3 separate regions of the Macaca mulatta genome follow, and regions 2 and 3 are each linked to region 1. A link is a contact called in public Hi-C data. All regions are on one chromosome and are shown on one strand. Each heading gives the region's core, a stretch centred on a gene start, on an enhancer-like site or on the middle of the called end of the contact. The rest is flanking DNA. Distances are from core to core; before and after follow the strand shown.

Region 1 (2,959 bases), core at 272-2,771:
ATAGTTTGGCTGGTGATGGAGGGAAGGGAGGAGAGAATGGATAAAATACCAAGCTGGCACTGTGGCTCACGCCTGTAACTCCAGCACTTTGGGAGGCCGAGGCGGGAGGATCCCTTGAGCCCAGGAGTTAAGAGACTAGCCTGGGCAACATGGCGAAATCCCGTCTCTTAAAACATACAAAAATTAGCCAGGTGTGGTGGCGCGCCTGTGATCCCAGCTACTCAGGAGGCTGAGGTGGGAGGATCGCTTGAGCCTCGGAGGCAGAGGCTGCAGTGAGCTGTGATCTGCCACAGCACTCCAACCTGGGCGACAGAGTGAGAGTCCCTGTCTTCTAGGGAAAAAAAAAAAAAAAAAAAAAAAAAAAAAAAAAAAAAAGAAAGAAAAAGAAAGTACCCAAATCAAACTCAAACATAGCAAAAGAGACTAAAAAGTATTACATTTTTTTTTGAAGTTCTGCTTTCTATTCACATTTCAGAAATCTGGGCGAAAGTTAGAGATCTGACCTTCAGTCAACTTACTGGAATACAGCACATTTAGGAAAACCTTACGTCAATTTATCTTATCTCGCTTCACGAATAAAATGAATAGCCTGCCACTGAGAAGACAACTGAAATATTTACTGGCCAAATAAACTAGTACTCAGAAGCTGTGATTATTCAGGGTTGTTGTGAAATACAGCGGTCTACCAGTGAGGCTCTTCAAGCCGAAAAAATTCCACGAATGCTAAGCTGTAATAACAAAGATTACTATTTATACGGATCCCGTTCTATGCTTCTCGGGGCACGGATACTCATCCATGAAGTCCATTTCCACTTAAAATTTCCCTCGGATTAAAGTGGAAGTATCTTAGAATCCGTCTAGGACAGAAAGCAAAGTCGACATTTCTGTTGACTTCCAAATACTCCACTGACAACCAGACCATGTGATGAGGCCCAATTGATGTACTTTCACACGTTTCTGCCCTTCCTTTTCTTAGCTCTCCTAACAGAGCCATGCCCTCTATATTCCTGCCCTTAGCGATCTCAGGGGGCGTAATGGCGGAGCTGCCGGGCAACGCCGGGCATCCTTCACACTACCTCTCTTCCCAGTGGTGGTTGGATTTCAGGAACTTCTAGGTTGTGTAGAGAACCCAATCTGCAGGTCAGGCGAGCGGAAGGCTAGAGGAGAGTCGCCAACCTTCCTGCTTCCTTCACCTGCAGGCCATCCCGCCCCGGCACCCGCAGGCCCCTCGGGTCTTGGCCGCCCGCTTCTTCCTCTCAGGCCATCGCAGGCCTCCCTGCCGCCCGTGTGCCCGCCTCGGCGGTCTTACATCGCGCTCACCGTTCACCAGAGCCGGGGTCTTCTCCACAAGGTTACGGACAAATTGGGCCATGGTTCTAGGATGCGAAGTCCGTCTCCCGGAACGGCCGGCTGAATGTCACCCGCCGGAAGGACCCGCTGCAGGACCCCGTCCCACTTCCAAGGTCAGGCCGCCTCTTTTCGCGCCGGTCGAGGATATTTAAATGTCCAAAGATCTTTGCAGAATCCAGTCTGTCCACTTACTTTTTTCAACATGGAAGAGAAGGTGGATATGAAAAGATGATATTAGAGAGCATGTGAAGAACAGCGGGATTCCGCAGAGAAGCAGGCATTTTGTTGGGCAGCCACTAGCAGAGGTCCGGAAACCCGGCAAGGAGCGGAAATGCGCATGCGCCCTGAACCTTCAGTGCTCTTCTTGGCGCCGATATCCGCTATTTCGCGTTGTGTGCTTTAGCTGCGTTTCTGAGAACCTATGAAGTCGGTGCTGCAGAAGCATTCGCTGAGATTCTTCTAGTCCCACACGATCGTTGTACAGAGGTAGAGAGGGTCCAAGGCCAAACATATAAAGTTAGAGTCCGAGCAAGCACCACACAACCTGGTACCAGGTTCAACCCATAGCCCTTTTTATTTGAGACAGTCTCGTTCTGTCGCCCAGGCTGAAGTGCAGTGGCACGACTTCGGCTCATTGCAACCTACGTCCCCCAGGTTCCAGCGATTGTCGTGCCTCAGTCTTCCGAGTAGATGGGACTACAGGCGCCCGCCACCACGCCTGGCTAATTTTTGTATTTTTAGTAGAGACTGTGTTTCACCATGTTGGCCAGGCTGGTCTCGAACTCCTAGCCTCAAGTGATCCGCCCGCCTTGGTGCTGAGATTACAGACGTGAATCACCGCCCCTGGCCCCACAGCCCTTTTTAAAGTTGATTTTTTTGTAATCCCAGTCTCCCCAAAGTCCTGTATCAGGATTGGAATCCATTTCCCCTAATTCCCTAGTTAGCCACAAGGAGTTGTGCAGATGTGAGGGAAAAAACACCTGTATTGAACGCCCACACTATGCCAGGCATTTTGGAATTTAAAGAAAGCCTGTAAGGCATTGTCCCCATTGAGACTGGTCTTGAAAAATGGCCACACAATTTGGAAGTGGCAGAGTTCAGATCTGAAGAAGCTGCAATGTAAACTCAGAGAGGGGGCATTCTATCAGATTAGGCATGGTGGTGATTTCAGCATACTTCCTAGAGAAGATGCTTGAGCTGATGTGTGAGAGAACAGCTGTATACTACAGAGGGCTGAAACTTCATAGTTTAATATGAGAAGGAAAAGATGTATGTAGGGAAGTGGCATTTGATGAGACGAACAGAACTATAATGTATCCTGGGGAAGTCTGAGCAGAAGTAAATCTCTGATTTTTGGAATGGTTAGAGGGGTGGAAAGAAAAATTTGAAGTGGTATCAAGGAACTAAGAACTTTTCAGTGAAGGAGTGATTCTGCTGCCCTAGATACTGCAGAAAAGTCAAATTAAGGATGGGAAAGTTAATTTAGCAGTATGGCAATCTTTAACTAATTAGCGCAGTTTCAAAAAATTAGGATAGAAGTCAGGGTGAATGGTGAAGAAATATGGCTGTAAAGGATTACAAGTCAGAAAACCCAAGGGGGATGTGGAAC
Region 2 (2,853 bases), core at 241-2,740, 40 kb before region 1:
CAGTGGGTGGGGTAGGAGAGCAGCTGCTTCCCCTGGGAGGATGCTGCCCCAGTCCCCCCACAAACACCTCCCCTCACAGGGGCCCCCTTCCCCAGAGCTGGAGGGAAAGCCTGCCTCCTCTCCAGGGGGAGTGGTGGAAAGCTGCTCTTCTCTAAGCCTAGGGGACAGTGGACTATTTTCCCCTCCAAGATGCCACTAATCCTTCATTCTAAAGGAGGGAAAGGGTGGAGTGAAGGTAGAGTAATTCCCGGCTACCAATAGGCTAGAAACTGTAGCCCTGTAAGACGAGGTGGGGGGGCGGGGGGAAGAGACTGCTATATGAGGAATCACCGTTATCTTCAGAGGGAAAGGAGGTGAGACCAGGAAAGGTGCAGAGGAGAGATTTTCCCCGGTGGGGTAGGGAGGAATGGGGGAGGATCTGTCTGCTTGGGGTGGGGGTAGAGGGTGGAGGTGAAGGAAGGGGGAGTGGCTGGCAGTATAGGGACCTGGCCCGGGGACGGGGCGAGGGTTCATCGGGTTTTCGAAAGCAAGGTGCTGGAAGGGACATCGATCCCCAAGGGCTAGGAGAACGTGGTCCTGGATGAGGCCATCACCCGAGAGATGCCCGAGAGGAAAACTGCCCTAGGAGTAACACATCTGCCCAGAGAGGGAGGCGGGGATGTGGCGGGATCAGGTCTCTAGGAGGGAGGGAGGGAGGAATCTTGCTCGGATGAGGTAATCTGTGAAAGGGAGGAGGGGTTCAGTCCCGGGATGGGAAACCCCGGCGAGGGGGTCTGTGCCAAGGGATTTGGGGAAGGGTCAGGGGGAGGAGAGCGGGGGGCAAACGCCCTCAGCCAGATGGGCCCAAACCCCGGGGTGGGGGCGCCTGGGTGTCTGCAGCCCTGCATGGGGGTCCCAAGATGGGAGAGCCATTCGCCCCGGGTGAGGGACCCTGAGATGGTCCCAGAATTGGGATGCTCCTCAATCCCGGATGGGGGAGGGGAGGGGGCTCCGCAGAGGGTCGAGACCCCGGACCTGGGGGTTCCTCGCCCCCTTACCTCTCCGCTGCCGCCTCCCCCGCCGCTCTCCCCAAACACGGCCCGGAACCGGCGCAGGTTGGTGCCGATGGCGGCCGAGACCTGCAGCGCCGCGTCGAAGCCCGGGCCCACCCGGAGCAGGGCCGGCCCTGAAGAAGCTGAGGACGATGACGAAGACGAAGACGAGGCGGACGACGAGGAGGCTGCTGAGGCGGCGGCCGCTCCCCCTGGAACCCCAGCCCCGCTGCTTCCCGCCGCCGCCGCCGCGGCCGCCACAGCCGGGGGGGAGGGGGGCGCCCCGGGGCCGCCACCGCCGACCGGGGGCCCGGGGGGAAGCAGCAGGGCCGGGACGCGTTGCCGCGGGGCGCCCCCTAGGCCCCGGCGCCCCCCGCCGCCACCGCCCCCGGTGGTCCCGGGTCGGGCGGGGAAGCGCCACCGACAGCTGTGCGCCATGTTCGCCCCGTGAAGTGAAGCAGCGAGAGGGAGAGGCGACAACACAGGGGGGCGGGGAGGCGGAGGGGGGGGCACGGGGCCCCGGAACCTGCCTAACCCGCTCGGCGCTGCCTGGCCGCCTGCACTCTACAGGCCGCTATGCAGAGCGCCGGGCCGCGCCCGCCAGCCCCGCAATCTGTATAGCGGCCACGGGCCTCTGCCTCTGACGCCTGGGCGCTGCAACTCCATCCCGAGGCCCGGGCCGCCCCCTCCTGCCCGCCCGCCCGCCCCGCAACCTGGATAAGTGCATGCCCCGCCCTCCGGGAGAGGCATTGCTCGGGAAAAGGAGGGGGGAAGGAAGCCCGGGAGCCCGGAGCAGAGCGCGGGTTCCGGAGAGAGGGGGAGGGGGCGAGGGCTACGCGGAGATGGAGGCGGAGGGAGCCGGGCCGCCTGCAGCCTTGAGCACTGAGAGGCCGATTACACACGTTCCCGGGACGCGCTGGGAATCGAACCGCCCGGGAGAGCAGCTTCCAGTATAACGCGGCGGCTGGGTCGGGGAGCAGTGAGCCTTCTCCTCCGCCCCAGGGCACGGATACAAGATGGGTTAGCCCGAATTGAACGCTTCTAGAATAAAAGAGCCCTTATTGTACTACATGCAAAACAGAAGCACTGCCCAGTTTACTATATGCAAAACAGAAAGGCCCTCAATGAACGCACTTTAAAAAATAAAAAAGGAGCCCCTCCCATTTTCATGCTGGAGCTCTCTCCAAAATGCACACACGAGTGGCAGGTCTCCTGCCACCTCCTCGCTCTACTGTGCACTCGTCTGGCTTTTGTGCCCTTCTGCAGGGAGTTGGGTTGTGTTTCTCCAGCCCGGGCACTGAGGCCACGGCGTGCTCCGCTAACGACGCGGTGTTACAACGAAGCTGAAGCTGGGTGGCTAACGGGGCCTGGAGGGAAGAGGCGGGCAAAAGCGCCCCCGCCCCTTCTTCCTCCGGTGTCTGCCTGCCGCTGCATGCAAAGCAGACCCTAATGTATGCACGCAGAGGGAGGGGGGCTCGCGAGCACGTTTCTGATTAAGAGAGGGGGAGGAGGAGAGCGTTGGGCATTATGATACACTGGGTGGAAGGGGCCCGCCGGCGGCGAGCTCTGTGCGCGGGGTTAGTAAGCTGAGGGGGGAGGGGGAAAGAAGGAGGCGAGTTAGGGAGGGGAATGAATATCCACCGGGTTTACTTTATTGCGGGAAAGAGGGGAGGGCGCCTCGAGTATAGCGTTAGAAGCCTGCAAGGCTGGGAAAGCCGAGAGGGTAGGGAGGGGTTTGTGTCGGGGGAACTTGCGTTGGTTGAAGCTGGGGGATCGATACAGAGCCTGCAGGCCCCGGGGCAGCCTCCATCCCCCCAGCCGA
Region 3 (2,785 bases), core at 213-2,712, 42 kb after region 1:
AAATTCTGTCACCTCCTCCTGATTCAAGCTTTGTTTATGAATAGTACCACTAATCCTTTAAGACCATTGTCAGCTCTCATGAACACACAACTGTGTTAACATCAGACTTGGTTTTTTTTTTTTTTTTTGAGACGGAGTCTTGCTCTGTCGCCCAGGCTGGAGTGCAGTGGCACAATCTCGGCTCACTGCAAGCTCCGCCTCCCGGGTTCACGCCATTCTCCTGCCTCAGCCTCCCGAGTAGCTGGGACTACAGGCGCCCGCCACCACGCCCGGCTAATGTTTTGTATTTTTAGTAGACACGGGGTTTCACCGTGTTAGCCAGGATGGTCTCGATCTCCTGACCTCGTGATCCGCCCGCCTTGGCCTCCCAAAGTGCTGGGATTACAGGCATGAGCCACCGCGCCCGGCCGGTATTGTTTTTAAACAGAAATATCTGGAACACTTTGTAAAACTGGGATTGTCAAAATCAAGCTCTATCAAATCATATCCTCCCATAAGGTCTGTGCCCTGGTAAATAATACATATATCATTTAAAAATAGAAATTAAAATATCAACTTAAAATATAAATTAAAAAACAATTTTCGTTGTTGTATGTTTCACCTAACACTATTAGGCCAGACGAATGTGGCAACAAAATTCCATCAACACATCTATCTGCAACCTAGAAGGATGTCAAGTCAAAAAGCAGACAGCAGTCCTTCTTGGATCCCATTTTATCGCAGGTGGGCTTCCACGTGACGCCAAAACAGTAAATGACAGTGAGACTAAACACATGCTTGCTCTCAGGGCATACAACTGAACCTAAAGGGAAGGCTCATCAAATATAAGGTCATGAGCCATGGTCACTCAATTTTAGAAGTGTCTTCTAAACCCAAGGAAACATGAAGCAGAGTGACCCAAGAGTTTTCTGAGGTGAACTCATCACCTGCCTTAAGAAATGTCAACACCCTTCAACTGGTTTGCTTACGACTCGCGATTAATCTTATCTTCTTGGCATCTGCCTATTTGTTATCTATTCTTCATATTTGATCCTTCCATGTTCCATAAGGGATTCGCAGGAAGGAGGGAGATCCACCCGCCTGGGGCACGTTCTAGAGAAAGTAAGTCAAAGATAATGCAATGATAGCGCTCCGGCCTGTTCAGGAGGGGCTTGGCAAAGATGGGGACAGAAATGTACAGAGAGACATCAGAAGCTGGGGCACTGTAAGGGGTTCCAAATCAGACAGGGTCGAAGTTCAAGAAAGAGAAGGTGCCTGGTTAGGAAAGCACAGGAGAAGGAATTTGGAGAAGATAAGAGTGAACAGGGATTAAGTGGCATTGGACTAGCAGAAAATATCACAATGCAAAGTCAATGACCCCGTCCCCTGAAGCTATTGCCTGTCTTACCAGAGCCTGAAGGGCTAGCAGCGACGACACGACAGAATCTCAGCGGCCGAAAGGTTCCCACTTCCGACTCAGCACATCAACCGGAAGTTACGTCATCAACAAGCGTCGGGGTTTGTGGAAGTTCATCTCCGCGCCGGAAGCACCGTGTGCAGGCTCACCCGGGGGACTGGCGCGCAAATCCGCCTACAGCGCATGCGCTAGCTGTATAGCTGCGGACTGGAGGCGGGGCGGAAGTGGCAGGAAGTGGCCTGGGGTCGGATTGTCGGGACGGGAGTGGGTCCACCTGGCAGTGCACTTTGGAGTGTGGAATATGAGGCTGGGTTTTGGAAACCAGCGTACCGAGGGCAGATAAAACTGTGATCCCTGGCTCTGCTCGCAACCTCTGTTGGGGGTCTGCTCTCTTATTTTCCCACCAGTCCTATACCTTTTTGAAGCAGCTTCTGTTACTCTCTGTTATTCAAAGGGATGACACTAATAGCAATAACAACTAAAAGTTTGTTATTGTGCTGTCTTCGGAGCAGTCTTTGGAGTGTGCTATCTTTGATTGGATTTCAGTTTTCTTCTCTGTGAAGTGGAGATGGTATACATCCTACAAGGTTGTTTTTGAGATACACATAAATGGCCGGGCACAGTGGCTCACGCCTGTAATCCCAGCACTTTGGGAGGCCGAGACGGGCGGATCACGAGGGCAAGAGATCAGGATACACATAAATAATAAAGGAAATAATTTTCAAGAGTTAAAAGCGCTGTGCAAGTGAAAATTCACAGAATGAGAGAAAATAGTTGCAACTCATATATCTGATAAAGGATTAATATCTAAAATATATAAAGAACTACAAGAACAAAAAAACCCCAAACAGTTCAGTTCAAAAAAGGGCAAAGGACTTGAATAGACATTTCTCCAAAGAAGATACATTCCAAGAGAATAACTATCCACTTGGTATCTGTGGGGGATTTGTTTCAGGACCCCCTGGGTACCAAAATCCATGGATGCTCAAGTTCCTTATACAAAATGATGCAGTATTTGCATATAAACTATGCACATCCTCCTGTGTCATCCTAGATATGCCTAAGTCATCTCTAGATCACTTATAATACCTAATACAATGTAAATCTAAATAGTGTTGTATTGTTTAGGGAATAATGACAAAAAGTCTGTACATGTTCAGTACAGATGAAATTTGTTTTGGAATATTTCCAATTCATGGTTGGTTGAATCCATAGATGGAGTCCACATATATGGAAGGCCAACTGTACAAATTGTGGATAAGCATATGAAAGAGTGCTCAACATCGCTCGTCTTTAGGGAAATGAGAATAAAACGTAATACCTACTAGGATGGCTATTATATATAAAAAAAGGAAAGTAATTGTTGGCAGATGTGGAGAAATTGAAACC

What was found. Hi-C and Micro-C count contacts between places; a contact is called where the count stands out from the background.
Region 2: a Hi-C map of CD4 T cells shows a contact between it and region 1, with 1.8 times the contacts expected there. The contact joins the promoter of KMT2A here to the promoter of ATP5MG in region 1. A contact is called at or near these places in 5 of 14 Hi-C or Micro-C datasets (CD4 T cells, cortical neurons, fetal cortex germinal zone and 2 more).
Region 3: a Hi-C map of CD4 T cells shows a contact between it and region 1, with 2.6 times the contacts expected there. The contact joins the promoter of UBE4A here to the promoter of ATP5MG in region 1. A contact is called at or near these places in 2 of 14 Hi-C or Micro-C datasets (CD4 T cells and liver).

What each region holds. Positions count from the first base shown.
Region 1 is chr14:119,073,331-119,076,289 of T2T-MMU8v2.0, reverse strand. It overlaps ATP5MG (ATP synthase membrane subunit g), which reads right to left and starts at 1,521. Exons shown (of 3, transcript NM_001258127.1): 1 at 1,321-1,521. The coding sequence starts at 1,372.
Region 2 is chr14:119,113,012-119,115,864 of T2T-MMU8v2.0, reverse strand. KMT2A (lysine methyltransferase 2A) reads right to left here and starts at 1,490. Exons shown (of 36, transcript XM_077964395.1): 1 at 1,038-1,490. The coding sequence starts at 1,469.
Region 3 is chr14:119,031,005-119,033,789 of T2T-MMU8v2.0, reverse strand. It overlaps UBE4A (ubiquitination factor E4A), which reads right to left and starts at 1,462. Exons shown (of 22, transcript XM_077964377.1): 1 at 1,388-1,462.